Regions from separate parts of the Mus musculus genome. Here all the other regions are linked to region 5. A link is a contact called in public HiChIP or PLAC-seq and promoter capture Hi-C data. All regions are on one chromosome and are shown on one strand. Each heading gives the region's core, a stretch centred on a gene start, on an enhancer-like site or on the middle of the called end of the contact. The rest is flanking DNA. Distances are from core to core; before and after follow the strand shown. Region 1 overlaps Tbk1 (TANK-binding kinase 1). Region 2 overlaps Xpot (exportin, tRNA (nuclear export receptor for tRNAs)). Region 3 has its middle 6.5 kb from the start of Gm46204. Region 4 holds the start of Tbk1 (TANK-binding kinase 1). Region 5 holds the start of Gns (glucosamine (N-acetyl)-6-sulfatase).

Region 1 (2,700 bases), core at 55-2,554, 200 kb after region 5:
CCGTTTCCCTCAGGGATAGCACCTTGCCATATAGTAAACTGTCACCACTAAATATATTTACTTTGATACAATCCTCAAACCCTTTCCCTGGATTTACCTGTAGATGACCCTTAGTCATACTCAGCCTTATGACATGAGAGGTAAGGAAATCCCATGGTATGCTTTCATTTATGCAAAACAAATGGTGAATATTTCTTTAATATCCCTAAGGTGTCTTATGCTAACTATACAAATAAGACTAAACTAGATTTAGAACTCCACTGTATTTACGACTTAGGCCATCCCTTCAATAAAACAGGTCATTTTTATCAATACACGGCACTGAAATAAGTCATAGAGTCAGCTCCCTCAAACTTGCAGTTTCAGTACAAAGTAACTTATGCATTTAAGAAAATTAATCCTTTTTATTTCCAATAAGGATCAGGGCTTTACTGAGTACTTGAACTTAGTTTTACTAATGAGACATGCTATTTGTGAAGCTAAGGCATTCTTATCTATTTGTTTTCCTGGTTTAGGAGATGTTTATTACATTACGCAAGCATAGATTACTACACTACACAATCACGGTCAGGACAGGAACGCAGAGCCACTTACGTGTTATAGCTGTGAATGTAAATCTTATGCGCCGTCATGTGTTGTAGCGAGAAGACATGGATCACCATTCGGTGAAGCACATCACTGGTCTCTGCAAAGAACTGGTCAAAACCCCAGCACTTCTCCTGATCAGCTTCAAGTATGTTTGCAAGAACTGGGGTAAGCAGTGCCTGAAGACCCCTAAAATAGTATTTAAAAAATTACTGAAGAGAGAATATCATTGTGTGACAAAGCCACATCTACAAAGAAAACACAAATCCAAGGAGTCGTGCGGTGGTGGGGACAGGAACGGCCCCCGCAGGCTCAGCGACCTGAAGACTTGGTCACCATGGACCGGCGTTATGAGAGGGTTTACCTTCTCTTTCTCTCCCTGTAACTGCAAGCCCCCAACACCTAAGGCTTTCTTTTATAAGAGTTGCCTTGGTCACGGTAGCTCTTCACAGCAATAAAACACTAAGACAATTTGCTATTATTTTTATAGCCTGCATATCCTTTATCTTTGAGCTTTAGATTCTTTCAAAGATTTTGGGGTATTTGTACCTATGAAATTATCAGGGGATTGGATCCAGGTCCAAATGCATAATTTGTTTCACATATTCGTAATACACATGGCTTGAAGGGTTTCAGTCTTTTCAGAGTCCACATCCTGGTTGCACGTGTGGAGATGTGTGGACTTTTCTATTTATGGTATCATGACTCTGCAGCATTTCCGATGCCGACTTCCCAGAAGGCTCGGCTCCTCCCTGTGGCTGGCTATCCAGCCTTGAGTGGCACACAGGACAGAGGACGGCTAACTCGCTCTTTTCTTTCTCCGGTCACTACATTCTGATCAGTAGTTTTCACTGTTCACTTGACTTAAAATTTTACTATTTAACACAAACAAAAATCACAGAAAGCACCATTGAAATCTAGTAATTTTGATGAAAGATTTCTATGCTAAAAGCAGTGGTAGAATATGTTTCTAGAACTCAGCCGTGTCTGCAGCTCACCGTGCAACCACTGCCTCAATAATACAGCAGTTAATTAGCACAGGCCCCTGCCCAAGCCTGTTACACGCTACCAGGTTCCCCAGGTCCCCAAGGGCAACACTTCTTAATTCAAATATAACACAACCAACAAAGCACTGTAGCCGCAAAGTCTGCTCTCCACATGACACACCTCTTGTGGCAAATCCACTTACACAACATGAGTTTACTTCAAAAAATATTTTCTAAAAAAGAAAAAAAGAAAACTTAGGGTCGTGTTGCAATTACTTTTTTCTTCCCTTGGGGGAGGGTAAGAGGGAGATCGAGACAGGGTCTCATTCTGTTCTTTAGGCTATCCTGAAACCCATTAGGTAGCCCAGGCTGGCCTTAAACCCATGGTGATCTTCCTGCCTCTGTCTCCCAAATAATGGTATTACAGGCATGAACTCCCACCTGGCTTTTTAGTTTGCTTTTGAGTCAGGGTCTTGATGGAGCTCTGGCTATCCTAGAACCGCGTCCCCACAGGCTAGCCTTGAACTTGTGCTGCTCCATCTGCTTCTGCTTCCTGAGTGCTGAGATTATAGGTGTGTTACCACCATGCCCTGCTACTTTTAATTTGCTATTAATCAATTCTTTGTGATTATCTGGCAATATAACTCTTAGAGTTCTGGTCTTGAACTCAGAGAGACCCTCCTACTTCTGCCTCCCATGGGATTAAAAATTCCAGCCACTGTGCCGGGCCTAGAAATGCTTATTTTGTATTCTTTGAATAAAACAAATGTTATTTTTTCTAAGTCCAATTTTTAAAAACTTACTCCTATTATACCACTATTTGTGGTCCATCAGTACAAACATCAGTATGAAGGTCGATTCCTCCACTGGGAAGAGCAATCTGAAGACAACATGCCCTGTGTCCTCAGCGTGTTTACGTCACACCAGTGCACACTATCCCATGGTTCGACTTAATCAAAACAAAGCTACACTAGAAAGTCAGCAGCGATGCCCACGCCTGTCACCCCAGCACATGGCGGACAGAGCCAGGAGAATTATCAGTCTGGGTTACATACTGAGTTCAAGGCTAGCCTGGGCTAAACAGCAAGACCTTGCCTCAAAAAAATAAAACTGACAGAAACAACAAACA
Region 2 (2,700 bases), core at 104-2,603, 240 kb after region 5:
CACAGGCAGGCGTTCAGACAGAACATTACACGCGCTAAAGTAATCTTAACAAGTTCGACTTGCATCTTATAATTCTCGCTGTCTCAGTAGGCTGACACACATACTGTTTAAGCCTGGTGACCCGAGACCAATCCCCAGAACCCACGCAAGGACGAGGAGAGAACCGAGTCCACAGAGCTCAACTCTGACCTCCGCACCCCGGCATCCACATACACGCTCTAATGAGGTTAAAAATGAAAGAAGAAAGAACGATTTGAGAAGTAACAAGTGGTCACAGTCAAAGGTGACCAAAGGTTAATTGAGTCGGGAGTCCTGGTGCCCCACAGCCCGTTGAGCACTGCGGTACCTTGAACTTGGCCGTGATCTGGTTGATGAGTGGGATGAACTCCTGGAGGTCTTTCGCCTCACAGTCCTTGAGCATGTGCTCCGAGGCCGACGGGATGAACGGGAGCACCTCCTCCTCGAGGCAGATGATCATCCGATGGAGGAAGGTCCGCACACCACTTCGGAGGACGTCCTTTTGCAAGGGGCAGCTGAGGGCTGGCAGGAAGGTCTGTAAGCAGTCCAGGTAGACCTGGGAGCAGCCGCACTGTTTCACAGTCTGCTTGTTGCTGAAGGCCTTGCTGGTTCGACTGCGTGACCAAAAACCAGGCAACCCAGTTTAGTGTTAGTCTTAAAAAAAAAAAAAAAAGCCCTTAGGAGGCAAAGGCAGGCAGATTTCTGAGTTCGAGGCCAGCCTGGTCTACAAAGTGAGTTCCAGGAAAGCCAGGGCTATACAGAGAAACCCTGTCTTGAAAAACAAACAAACAAACAAACAAAAAAGGCCTAACAGCAGGAAACCAATGGCTTCCTACATGAGACTCAAGTCCATCCTTAGTTAACAGTTATGTGAAAATGACGGCTTCCAGATTGTCATTACAGAACAAAACGTCAAGTTAAGTTAAGCAAACAGGATGCAGTTAAACATAAGCTGAGTCTATTCTTTTCATATGCTTTTTAAAAATCCTGACATCAAGTCTGCAAGAAAAAAAAATGTACTTAGTGTGACTAAGCCATTAGGCAATCTGTGTGTGCTACTCATGAAAGTTAAAAACAACCTAATGACACTCACAGCCAAGTAAGTTCCTCCTATCTCCCGAGGCCTGGCTCTCCTGCTGCACTTTACAGTGTACAACAACCTCCCAGGATAACTCAGCAATCACTTCAATCTCCATGCTGCTAATAAAAAAATGTAGGGAGAGTAGTAAAGGTGGGCTTGGGCCTTTGAGACACGCTAACACTACGGAGCGAGCGTCAGGACACCTCCTGAAGGCCAATGTTAAAGCCCAATGTCACAGTGGCTGCTGGGACACAAGACGCTTTGGCTCGCCTCCTGAGACACAAGACCGACTCACACTAAGGACTCGGCCCCAGAGTACAGAGGATCTGGAGAGCCTGCATGACGAACTCGCAGCTAGCAAGGCTCTGTGCTCTCTGCCGCTGCACTTCTGACTTACTGGAGAGACACAGGGCTATACAACCCTCTGAGTAACTGACTTGGCTTTGCAAACAGTTGAGTGTGTCCATGTCAGAAAGACCCGCACTAGAGGTCCTGCCTACACGGATGCACATCTTTTGCTGTGCAGACACACAGCCGTACAATCTCAGCTGCACCTGGGCTCACCTGGCGAATCCCACTGCGTGGTTGAGACTGTCTGCAAGAGATGCTTGTCTCTCTTCATCCTGCGCCATCATCAGCTTTTCCAACAGAACCTTGAACCTCTCCATCAGTGGTGTCAGGAGGTCCTTCATTAAGGCCTGCTTATTTTCTGCGGGGTATTCACTGTTAACAATCAGCGCCCCGGCCGTTTCGTAAATGAAGAGCTGATCGTCGCTACTCAGCAAGGACTGGTATCCGTTCTCCTACAAGGAAGTTTGGTCATAACTGAAAATTAGGTTTTAGTGCCTCTCCTTTAATTTAATCAAGCATGAGAGACAGGAAATACACTCTACCACATTGGCTCTTACATCAAGTACTCATACAAGAACGGAATTTCTGCCACAATCCCAGACTGAAAATGGAAGCAGAGGTTAAAGTCTCCTAGTTCTAACTCTTGTGCTGGGCAAAGGGTATTACTTCCTGGTACCCTGTGTCCTCATGCCCGAGGCGCTAAGATAAGCCCTAGCCTTGTACTTGAGCGAGCAAGCAGATCAATGAACTAAACTTTAGTCCTGACCAACTCTGCAGAGGTTCCTAAGATAACTGTTACTGCCCGATACAATATGGCTGTTTGGATGCCTCAAGGGTCAGCAAACTGCTGAGAAAAGCTGGCATGAACTGGGCAACGAGAGTGAAGAATTCCATTAAATGAATGCTGCTATCTTGCTTGCAACACAACAGTGTAGGTGGTGACTCAGCACAAAGAACCCTGGCTGCTGTTGCAGGGGATGGGCTGCCACTCCCAGCAACTGCGAGGCAAGCAGCACAGCACCATCACCATCTGTAACCGCAGGCCTGGGGACGCCAGCGCCCTCTCCCAGCCCACAGAGGTACTGTACACACGTGATGCACAGCTACACATGCAGGCAGACAAAACACACATGCATATATGACTAAAAATCAAAAACACACGTAAATCAAAATGTACTTACTTATAAGCCATCTCAACGTAAATAAATCCTTTCAGATACTGGAAGGATTAACATCTAAACACTAAGTCT
Region 3 (2,700 bases), core at 90-2,589, 130 kb after region 5:
TATTTATCATTACTGCGGGTTTAATGTTCTTTTCCACCATGTCACCTTGTACCTGTGTCAGTCAGAGGATGGAGGTCATGTCTCTCTTTCCATCATTAATTGGGTTCCAAGGATCATACTCCAGACATCGGGGTGCTACGGCAAACGCCTTTATCTGCTGAGCGATCACACAAGCCTTGGCTTGGATTGAGCCAGCTTTGTGTGTGGTACTCACTGGCCTCCAGCTACATAGTCGGAATGACTTTGAACTTCTCGTCTGACCTTCACCTCCTAAATGTCAGGATTATAGGTGAGTGTCACCACACCTGAGACCTTCACCTCCTAAATGCTGGGATTATAGGTGAGTGTCACCACACCTGAGACCTTCACCTCCTAAATGCTGGGATTATAGGTGAGTGTCACCACACCTGGTTTAGGTAGTTCTGGGGATTCACCCTAGGGTTTCACGTGCACTAGGCATGTACTACTCTAAAACCTAGCATATACATTGTTGTCCTGTCCTGTCCTGACTGTCTGTCTGTCTGTCTGTCCATCTGTCTGTCTATCTTGTGACCAGAGTGGGTGGGGGGTTTCTGGAGCAAACACTTCTGGGAGCATAAAAAGTGGGAGGCAAGGCCAAGAAAATGAGAAAATGAGAGCTATAAGGGACCCAGGAGAAATTTAACCTCGTAATTTTGCCTGACTCTGGTTCCATAAATGGAAGCTTTCTCTCTAAGCCCTCTGGGGGAAAGCAGAGATCAAAATCATGGAAAGTTCAAGGTTTGTTAGAAGCCGGGGAAAGAACTGTTACAGGAAGTGGGGTTTCTCTATGTAGAGCTACACTGTGGTAGCCAAACTGGCACCCAAGCCTGCTCTGCCCGGCGGCTTCTCACTGAGTTCTGCTGGGATTCATAATCAGAGGAAGGAAGTGCCCAAGAGATCTGAGGCGCTCATTGTTGTTGCACAGATGGTTTGTGTTACCACACAGCCGGCAGAGCTCAAGGCCAGAATCCGCTGTGAGCTACCTGGACATAGGGTTTTAGTTGGTGACACTCTTTCTGGAAAGGAACTATGCAGTCACATTGAAGCCACACAAGTGCCTGGAGCACCGGCTGGCAAACATTAAAATAGGAATCGATAGGAAGCTGATAGCCCAGAAAACCCCACCGTGTGTGCCACATAAAATAAGGTTTCCAGCGGGTATTGAAAAGAAACAGGAAGTAGACCAGCTTAGGGACAGAAAGTCAAGGGACTCTATTGCCAGGATCCGGGATTTGCTGGAGGGCAGGGTAGGTAAGAGACCGTGCTGTGGGTCTGGTGACCAGCAAAAGTCACAATGACGGTGTACTGGTGTTATGTAAAGCATAGATCCGGTTCTACCGGACTCAGAACACTTGAGCAAAGGCTGCGTCAAGAGTCCAGAAAGGGCACAAACAAAGCGGCTGTATTCACTGTGCCAGCAGGTGGACCAGGCATCCCTCCTTGGGAACAAAGGTTCAGTATTTTAAAGCTGTATAACAGCTTCCTTGGATTCTTCCTGTCTGTCGCCTTGAGTAGAAGCAGGTGGGGGCTGGGTGAGGGCATCTCTCCAGAGTGGACACCAGCTTGTTTTGTAAGGATTGCTCAAGAGCTTCTACAGGAAAGGGTGGGGTTCAGTGGAGTTCAGTCTCCAGAATCAAACCAACCCAAACCACACACACCCCCTCCCCCATCCCCTCCCCCATCCCCGCCCCCATCCCCTCCCCCATCCCCGCCCCCTCCCCTCCCCCATCCCCGCCCCATCCCCTCCCCCATCCCCGCCCCCATCCTCCACCCCCATCCTTGCAAGCCTCAAATCTCTGCACACTTGCAGTCTTTCCATATGAAGAGCAAAAAACTAAGTGTGCCAGTGAACTGACCAGAGCCATAGGGAATGACAGCAGAGATGAGTCAGAACGGTGGGTTCTAAAGACTAAGTCTTTTATATATCCTGAAGCCCTCAGAAGCCAGGAGCCAGTGTCACTGAACACCTGATTCCTCCATAGAGAAGTGTGCAGGTGGCAGACTCCTCAGACAGCTTGGAGGTGTCGTGGGGGAAACCATTTCAGATGTTTTGTTTTGAGACAAGGACTAAATCTGTAGCCCAGGTTGGCCTCTTTAATTTTAATTGTGTTTAGTGTGTGTATGTGTTTGGTGATTATCAGGGCACCCTCTCTGGATTCAATTCTCTCCTTCTACCTCATTTTTAAAGTATCTCTCCCTCTCCCTCCTCCCTCTCCCTCCTCCCTCTCCCTCCTCCCTCTCCCTCTCCCTCTCCCTCTCCCTCTCCCTCTCCCTCTCCCTCTCCCTCCTCCCTCCTCCCTCCTCCTTCATTCAGGCTATACTTTCTTTTTTCTTTTCTTTTTTTTGGTTTTTTGAGACAGGGTTTCTCTGTATAGCCCTGGCTGTCCTGGAACTCACTTTGTAGACCAGGCTGGCCTTGAACTCAGAAATCCGCCTGCCTCTGCCTCCCGAGTGCTGGGATTAAAGGCATGCGCCACCACGCCCGGCCCAGCGTAATTTTTTAAAAATAAACAAACAAACAAAAAAATTTTTAAAAAAGATACAAGTTGCAAATAAGCAGGAACTCACCAGCTCACCTGTCCTTTCCTGTCTAATTCTCACAAGCAAAGCTGATAAACCCCATGTTTCCTACTAACTGAACGAGCTGCATGACTTGGAAGATCCCCCCTCCCCAAAGTA
Region 4 (2,700 bases), core at 2-2,501, 220 kb after region 5:
TAAGCTAGAACTCTGATCTTCCAAGTTAGGGTCCTGGGAAATGCCCAAGAGTCCAAGGTTCGACAATCTCTTACACAGTACTTATACTTAGAATTTTATCACCTATGTAATTTAGATAAGAAATTGTACAGCCATCTGTCTATTTGAAGTAAGCAAAAAAGGAACCCTTTTCGAAAACAACAAATGCACTTACCACTTAACTACGTACGCTCCATTCAAGGGGCGATAAACCCAAATATGTAACGGGAAACCTTCCCTAATTGATGCTGCACTGCTGTTAAATAACTGTAAAGGACAGATTCATCACCAAGTGCGCATATGTCTCTAGTGGGTAGCTGAAAACATATTTATCAGCTAAGATATATAAGATAAGCTCTCTCTCTATACCAATATAAAAAGATGGGTCCGCAATAGTAATGGTCTGAAACTTTTCCAGGAACCCCCTCGGGACTAAAACATGACTCAGCACACCCAACGGATGCTTGCTATGTAAATCTCCCCAAATCCTGACAAGTGTATTATCTGGCATTCAACAAGTAAGTTATCTGTGATTCTGTAGGCAGTCTACTTCCTTTGATTGCTTAAAGCGAAAGTTACCGAGGATAAAACAGGTCTGGTGACATGGTGTAGGGACAAAAGTTCCAGGATTTCCCAACTCTCCCTCTATGTCACCCATTTACTCCGTAGATAGCAGAGGTCCCGGAATGGGAAAGGTCGGGTTTTGACAGTTCTCGGGGGAGAATCCGTCTTGGGACGCCTGACAGAAAACACCAGGGGAATGGATCCGGGAAATAAATCCAGCAGGTCGGGGAGGAACGAGAAGACAGGGGGGTTTGCATTTCGCTGTGTACATTAAAAACGTCTGGTGCCGGTATCCTCGGGTGAGTCAACCCTCGGGAACGCCAGTCCGTCTAAAAACTGCCGGCGGCGGCAGCTGGACCAAGGGTGGGAGCGGCGAGTCAACTCCGGCCAGGGCAGCCCCGGTGCCCGGGCGGCCGCCAGGGCCCATCCCGGGCGAGCGCGAGGCTGCGGGGCTCCCGGGGCCGCGGCCCCGCGCTGACTCAGCACGCCGCCTCCCCGACCCCTGGGCGCGCCCCCGCCCGGCCCCTCCGGCCCCGTCCGCCCCCACCGGCCTCCGCCCGCCCCTCTTACCCCGCGAGTGTCCGCCGCGTACAGCCCGCGGCTCCCGGGCCTTCTCGCGCCCCAGGCTACTTCCGGCTTCGCCAGCCCGGGCCACGGAGCACGTGACCGAGTGCGGGGCGCGCCTGCGCGTGCGTACTCCGCGGCGGCCGAGCTCGCTGGGCTGCAGTCTCCAGTGCGGGCGGGAGGAGCTAAGGGAGTGCGGGGCGGCCGGCGTGCGGCAAGGAGGTGACGCCCACGGCCACCCGTGGACAGCGGGCTGGCCGCCGATCGCTTTCGCAGAGTAGATGGGGCGGGTTTGTGTTTCAACGTCGCTTGGCTGCTGCGTGAAGCAAGTATCCGTTCATGCCATCAGTACTCTTTAAGTCGCTTTCAGTTTCTGTTTTTGAAAATGGTAACACTGGAGACTTGAACTTGACAACTTAAGAGGTAAACTGCTGTATGATCAGGTCCTGCTCAAGCAGGCATTCCTTACAAGGATTTGCTTCCAAGGAAGCACGATGCACCAAATTCCTCTTTCTACCTAAGGCACCCTCCAGACCGAGGGCGAGCAGATCTCCGAGGACGGGAGCCGGGAGTGGTTAAGGGCTGGCAGAGGCGTTGACTGAAACAGGGGGCTGAAGCTGAATCTCTGCCCACTTCTAATCCGTTTTCATCAAACTCAAAATGGAGATTTTAAAAGGCCCACTCCAATGACTTCTTAGAAAGTTATTTTATTAGAATTTTAGACAGTTTAGGCAACAAGACCATTCTAACCGCAAATGCACGTCTTACAATAGAATATTTCAGTTCTGTTAATGACATGACAGATTCATCCAAGTTTCTTCCAACAAAAAACCCAACGTTCAAAAGTTATGAAGTATGACTAAGCCAAAGGACTTCACATGTTTACCACAGAAGTGATACACAGTAAAATACCACATAATACTTCTAAAAAAGTCAAGCCACTTGTGAAACTATTAGCAAGCACAGAGACGGAAACTCCACTGGTTAGGCACAGGACTAACTCAGGCACCATAAAACCCTCTGTCTTCTCACCTGTAACAAATGAGATTCCCTAGAGAGAATTATTTGGGTGCTTGCTTTTAAAAATCAGGTACTCAATGACGGAAAGGCTTCTTGGTCATGACGGTACTTGGGTAATCTCAAGGAATGAAGATGAGGATCATTAGACATGATTACATTAAAATTAAGTTCCTTATGTATATGCTCTGATTTCCATGTCCTGATTTCTCAGGTCTAAACACATGAACCCTCTGTAGGGCTTTAGAGAGCCGTGTATGGACTCGATAGTACAGTAATACAAGCTAATACTGAGACCTGTGTTTTAATTCATTGGATTCTTTACAAGTTATGAGGTAGCTACCACTGTTCCCCATTTCTGACGGGGAAACCAAGGCAGGAAGAAGTTATTTAACTTGCTCAAGGTCCTAAAATCGGTTACTGGTGTTAAGTGGTGTTTGAATCTACTTAAATCTGGATCCAGAGTCCTCGTTATACAAGCTCGTAACTGCTGTGCTCTGCTACACACTAATTGTACACTTGTACAATTCTGCTGTG
Region 5 (2,700 bases), core at 7-2,506:
GGTTAAGAGCACATGGTACTCTTGCAGAGGACCCATGTCAACTCCCAGGAACCCTCGTGGTGCCTCACAACCATTTGTAACTCCAGTCCCAAGGGTCAGACGCTCTCGTTGACTTCCCCAGGAACTAGGCAAGCATAGTACACATACATGCATGCAGACAGACACTCATGCACATAAATCTTTTAAAAAGAAATCGCAAAGGTGTGAGTCCAACACACAATCAACTGGCAAATGGCTGTACCTTCTTTTGTTCTGCATAGAACAGTGCTCACTTGGTATATCGTGCATTGACCTCGCAGGAATCCCTAACAGCAACTTAACTTTTTAGCTAACTTAAAATATTTTTTGAGGTTTCATTCAACAAAGGATGTGTTGCTACTGGTCGTGCACTTCTTTTCTTTTTTAAGATTTATTTATTTATTTATTTATTTATTTATTATAAGTACACTGTAGCTGTCCTCAGACACAGCAGAAGAGGGCATCGGATGTCATTACAGATGGTTGTGAGCCACCATGTGGTTGCTGGGATTTGAACTCAGGACCTCTGGAAGAGCAGCAGTTAGTACTCGTAACCACTGAGCCATGCACTTCTAAGTTTCCAAGAAGGCTTGCAAAAACTCACCAAGTAGGACTGGCCAAGATGCCAAGGCACCTGCCGCCAAGCCTGAGGGCCTGAGTTAGATCCCCTGCACTCACTCCACAGAAAGAAAGCACTGACGCCCGCAAGATGCCCTCCGACCTCCACACACGTGCCGCGGAAGGTGCGTGAGCACGCAAAACCCACAAAAATAAATGTAAATTAAAGTGTGATTAAAACTTGAAACGTTGACCAGAGCTCCTAGCGTCGTAAAGACGTTCCTAAATTGTTTGAAAGTACATGCCAGCCGAGGAAAGTGGAATAACAACAGCTGAGCCAAATGAGAACTTCACCTCGACAGGTGAAAAGTCAAAGGACACAGGCAGAGCTGTCCATTAACCCCAGGACTGGCCGGGACTTTAACCAGCAGCTGATCTTGTGTTCACAGCACGTGCGCTGCTTCACTCTGGAGGGAAGATGAGCGGACTGACTCCTGTCTTCATCTCCGGTGCTCTGTCCTTCCTCCTGCAGCATCAGGAGCAGGCCTAACCAGTGGCGAGGCCAGGCTCCGCGCGGTCCTAGCTCTGTCCAGCCCTGCCCAGCGCCCGGGCTCTCCGCCGCTCCCCAGGCCCCGCCCACGGCCGCCCGTCACGTGACGACGCGCCCCGCCCCCTGCCCCGCCTCACGTGATCTCGCCTAGGGAGAGAAAGCCTGACCCCGTCTCCTGCGCTCACCGGCGTCTCTCCGCAGCTCTCGGTTCCCCCGCGGAGCTTGGCCGCCATGCGGCTCCCTTCGGCAGCCGGGCCCCGGCCGGGCCGTCCCCGCCGCCTGCCGGCGCTGCTGCTGCTGCCGCTGCTGGGAGGCTGCCTGGGGCTCGTGGGGGCGGCTCGCAGGCCCAACGTGCTGCTGCTGCTCACCGACGACCAGGACGCGGAGCTCGGCGGCATGGTAACTCGTGTCCACGCCCTCCCCTTGCCCCTTTGCTGGGCCGCTTGGCCGTGGGTGGCTGTGCGCGGTCACTCCGGGCCCTCCGGGAGCTTGGACGAGTCATGGGACCCGGCTTCCTCCCCCGAGCTCACCCACAGGCTCGCACCGTGCGCACGGTGCCTCCAGCCTGGACCTTACTGCTGCAGTGGACACTCGCCGCTCAGGGCAAACCTGTGGAGGCCAGTGATTGATTAGGGAGATCCGAGGCCACGTCAGCCCTCTTCACGGAGGACCTGGGACGTCGGCATCCGTGCTTCTGTGGTGGCTATAAAAGTGGGTTTGTAGGCTGTCGAGCTGTTATTGACAGAGAGTGTTTTTGCTTAAGAAGCATCAAAACCAAAATCAATTGGCCTAATCGAACAGTTGGCTGAGGCATTACTGTCAGGGCTCCAATTTAGGTCTAATGGGTGTTAGTCATGAAGACTGCATTTCCTTCCCAGTCACTTCTGCTCTTTCGAGGTTCCGGAATTTGACCTTTGGGAACATGAACGCCAATCTCCATCCATTGGTGCTCTAGGGATTTGCCCAAAGCACTGAGCGGGAGGAGGCAGATTAGGACCAACCCTCCAATGGTATTCCGTCCTGGGTCAGCATTGCTCTCACTAAAAAGGAAAAAGAAACAAGTCGAGACTCTCTCCCTCTTTCGGTTCTCCTTCTGCTTTCAGCTGATTGCGGTAGCTGTGAAACCTCTAAGCAGGAGGGTCCTACTTTTTCCTGTGTGGTCATTAACCCTGGCTCAATGTCCTTCAAGTTGCTGGTCCCAGCTGATCAGTGAGTTGTGAAATGAGTCTAGTGAGCCAACATTTTGGTTTTCCACGTGTCACATGTGATAATGGTTAGCAGAGCCTGTGTATTTCTGGGCTGGGCAGTAACACTTTGCCTTCCGCGAACTGTCTTTTTCTAGATGGTGTTCTGTTACCAATCCCCTTGGCCCTTCTCTATATCTACATAGATCCCATTCATCGCCTTGTTGCTGTTGTGGTATCCCCTGAGCCATAAGGATGTTGAATCTCTTCTCCCCTCCCACCCTGCTGGAGGGCCTGCTAAGCCAGTTCTCTCTCAGAGCGAGCCCCCACCCCCTGTACCAAAAGTCTTGACTTAATTCCCTCTTAGGTTTTATTATCCCTCCCTCCAAC

Evidence for each region. HiChIP or PLAC-seq counts read pairs in DNA pulled down with a chosen protein or histone mark. Capture Hi-C pulls out chosen DNA fragments and counts their contacts.
Region 1: a contact with region 5 is called in an H3K4me3 HiChIP or PLAC-seq map of bone marrow-derived macrophages, with 2.7 times the contacts expected there. The contact joins the enhancer-like site here to the promoter of Gns in region 5. A contact is called at or near these places in 7 of 39 promoter capture datasets (the C10 cell line, HPC-7-derived erythroid cells, embryonic stem cells and 2 more), 1 of 484 Hi-C or Micro-C datasets (bone marrow-derived macrophages), 5 of 115 datasets of contacts at active chromatin or transcription factors (bone marrow-derived macrophages, embryonic midbrain, extraembryonic endoderm stem cells and 2 more) and 3 of 9 other capture datasets (adipose tissue, liver and pancreatic islet).
Region 2: an H3K4me3 HiChIP or PLAC-seq map of bone marrow-derived macrophages shows a contact between it and region 5, with 2.7 times the contacts expected there. The contact joins the enhancer-like site here to the promoter of Gns in region 5. A contact is called at or near these places in 1 of 39 promoter capture datasets (pre-B cells), 1 of 484 Hi-C or Micro-C datasets (bone marrow-derived macrophages), 4 of 115 datasets of contacts at active chromatin or transcription factors (bone marrow-derived macrophages, microglia, neural progenitor cells and 1 more) and 3 of 9 other capture datasets (adipose tissue, liver and pancreatic islet).
Region 3: an H3K4me3 HiChIP or PLAC-seq map of bone marrow-derived macrophages shows a contact between it and region 5, with 4 times the contacts expected there. The contact joins the enhancer-like site here to the promoter of Gns in region 5. A contact is called at or near these places in 10 of 39 promoter capture datasets (the C10 cell line, the HPC-7 cell line, HPC-7-derived erythroid cells and 5 more), 16 of 484 Hi-C or Micro-C datasets (B cells, CD8 T cells, the N1E-115 cell line and 10 more), 26 of 115 datasets of contacts at active chromatin or transcription factors (the 230-238 cell line, the HPC-7 cell line, astrocytes and 16 more) and 3 of 9 other capture datasets (adipose tissue, liver and pancreatic islet).
Region 4: a contact with region 5 is called in a promoter capture Hi-C map of adipose tissue, with 4 times the contacts expected there. The contact joins the promoter of Tbk1 here to the promoter of Gns in region 5. A contact is called at or near these places in 4 of 39 promoter capture datasets (the C10 cell line, liver and pre-B cells), 5 of 484 Hi-C or Micro-C datasets (CD8 T cells, bone marrow-derived macrophages, muscle stem cells and 2 more), 12 of 115 datasets of contacts at active chromatin or transcription factors (the 230-238 cell line, bone marrow-derived dendritic cells, bone marrow-derived macrophages and 9 more) and 4 of 9 other capture datasets (adipose tissue, liver, macrophages and 1 more).

The regions. Positions count from the first base shown.
Region 1 is chr10:121,563,332-121,566,031 of GRCm38.p6, forward strand. It overlaps Tbk1 (TANK-binding kinase 1), which reads right to left. Exons shown (of 21, transcript NM_019786.4): 8 at 595-774. Among named protein-coding and RNA genes, the nearest start is that of Tbk1, 22 kb to the right of the region's middle. Within about 2 kb of position 1,305, at least 5 of the 459 cell types and tissues checked have an H3K27ac peak or open chromatin away from gene starts, as enhancers often do. A contact at or near this core is called in bone marrow-derived macrophages, where this site is marked.
Region 2 is chr10:121,602,683-121,605,382 of GRCm38.p6, forward strand. It overlaps Xpot (exportin, tRNA (nuclear export receptor for tRNAs)), which reads right to left. Exons shown (of 25, transcript NM_001081056.2): 17 at 1,664-1,902; 18 at 347-632. Among named protein-coding and RNA genes, the nearest start is that of Gm35816, 4.5 kb to the left of the region's middle. Within about 2 kb of position 1,354, at least 18 of the 459 cell types and tissues checked have an H3K27ac peak or open chromatin away from gene starts, as enhancers often do. A contact at or near this core is called in bone marrow-derived macrophages, where this site is marked.
Region 3 is chr10:121,497,267-121,499,966 of GRCm38.p6, forward strand. No RefSeq gene overlaps it. Among named protein-coding and RNA genes, the nearest start is that of Gm46204, 6.5 kb to the right of the region's middle. Within about 2 kb of position 1,340, at least 112 of the 459 cell types and tissues checked have an H3K27ac peak or open chromatin away from gene starts, as enhancers often do. A contact at or near this core is called in B cells, the HPC-7 cell line, adipose tissue and 11 more, where this site is marked.
Region 4 is chr10:121,585,543-121,588,242 of GRCm38.p6, forward strand. Tbk1 (TANK-binding kinase 1) reads right to left here and starts at 1,252. Exons shown (of 21, transcript NM_019786.4): 1 at 1,153-1,252. It overlaps Xpot (exportin, tRNA (nuclear export receptor for tRNAs)), which reads right to left. Exons shown (of 25, transcript NM_001081056.2): 25 at 1,838-2,700.
Region 5 is chr10:121,363,834-121,366,533 of GRCm38.p6, forward strand. It overlaps Gns (glucosamine (N-acetyl)-6-sulfatase), which reads left to right and starts at 1,257. Exons shown (of 14, transcript NM_029364.4): 1 at 1,257-1,525. The coding sequence starts at 1,358.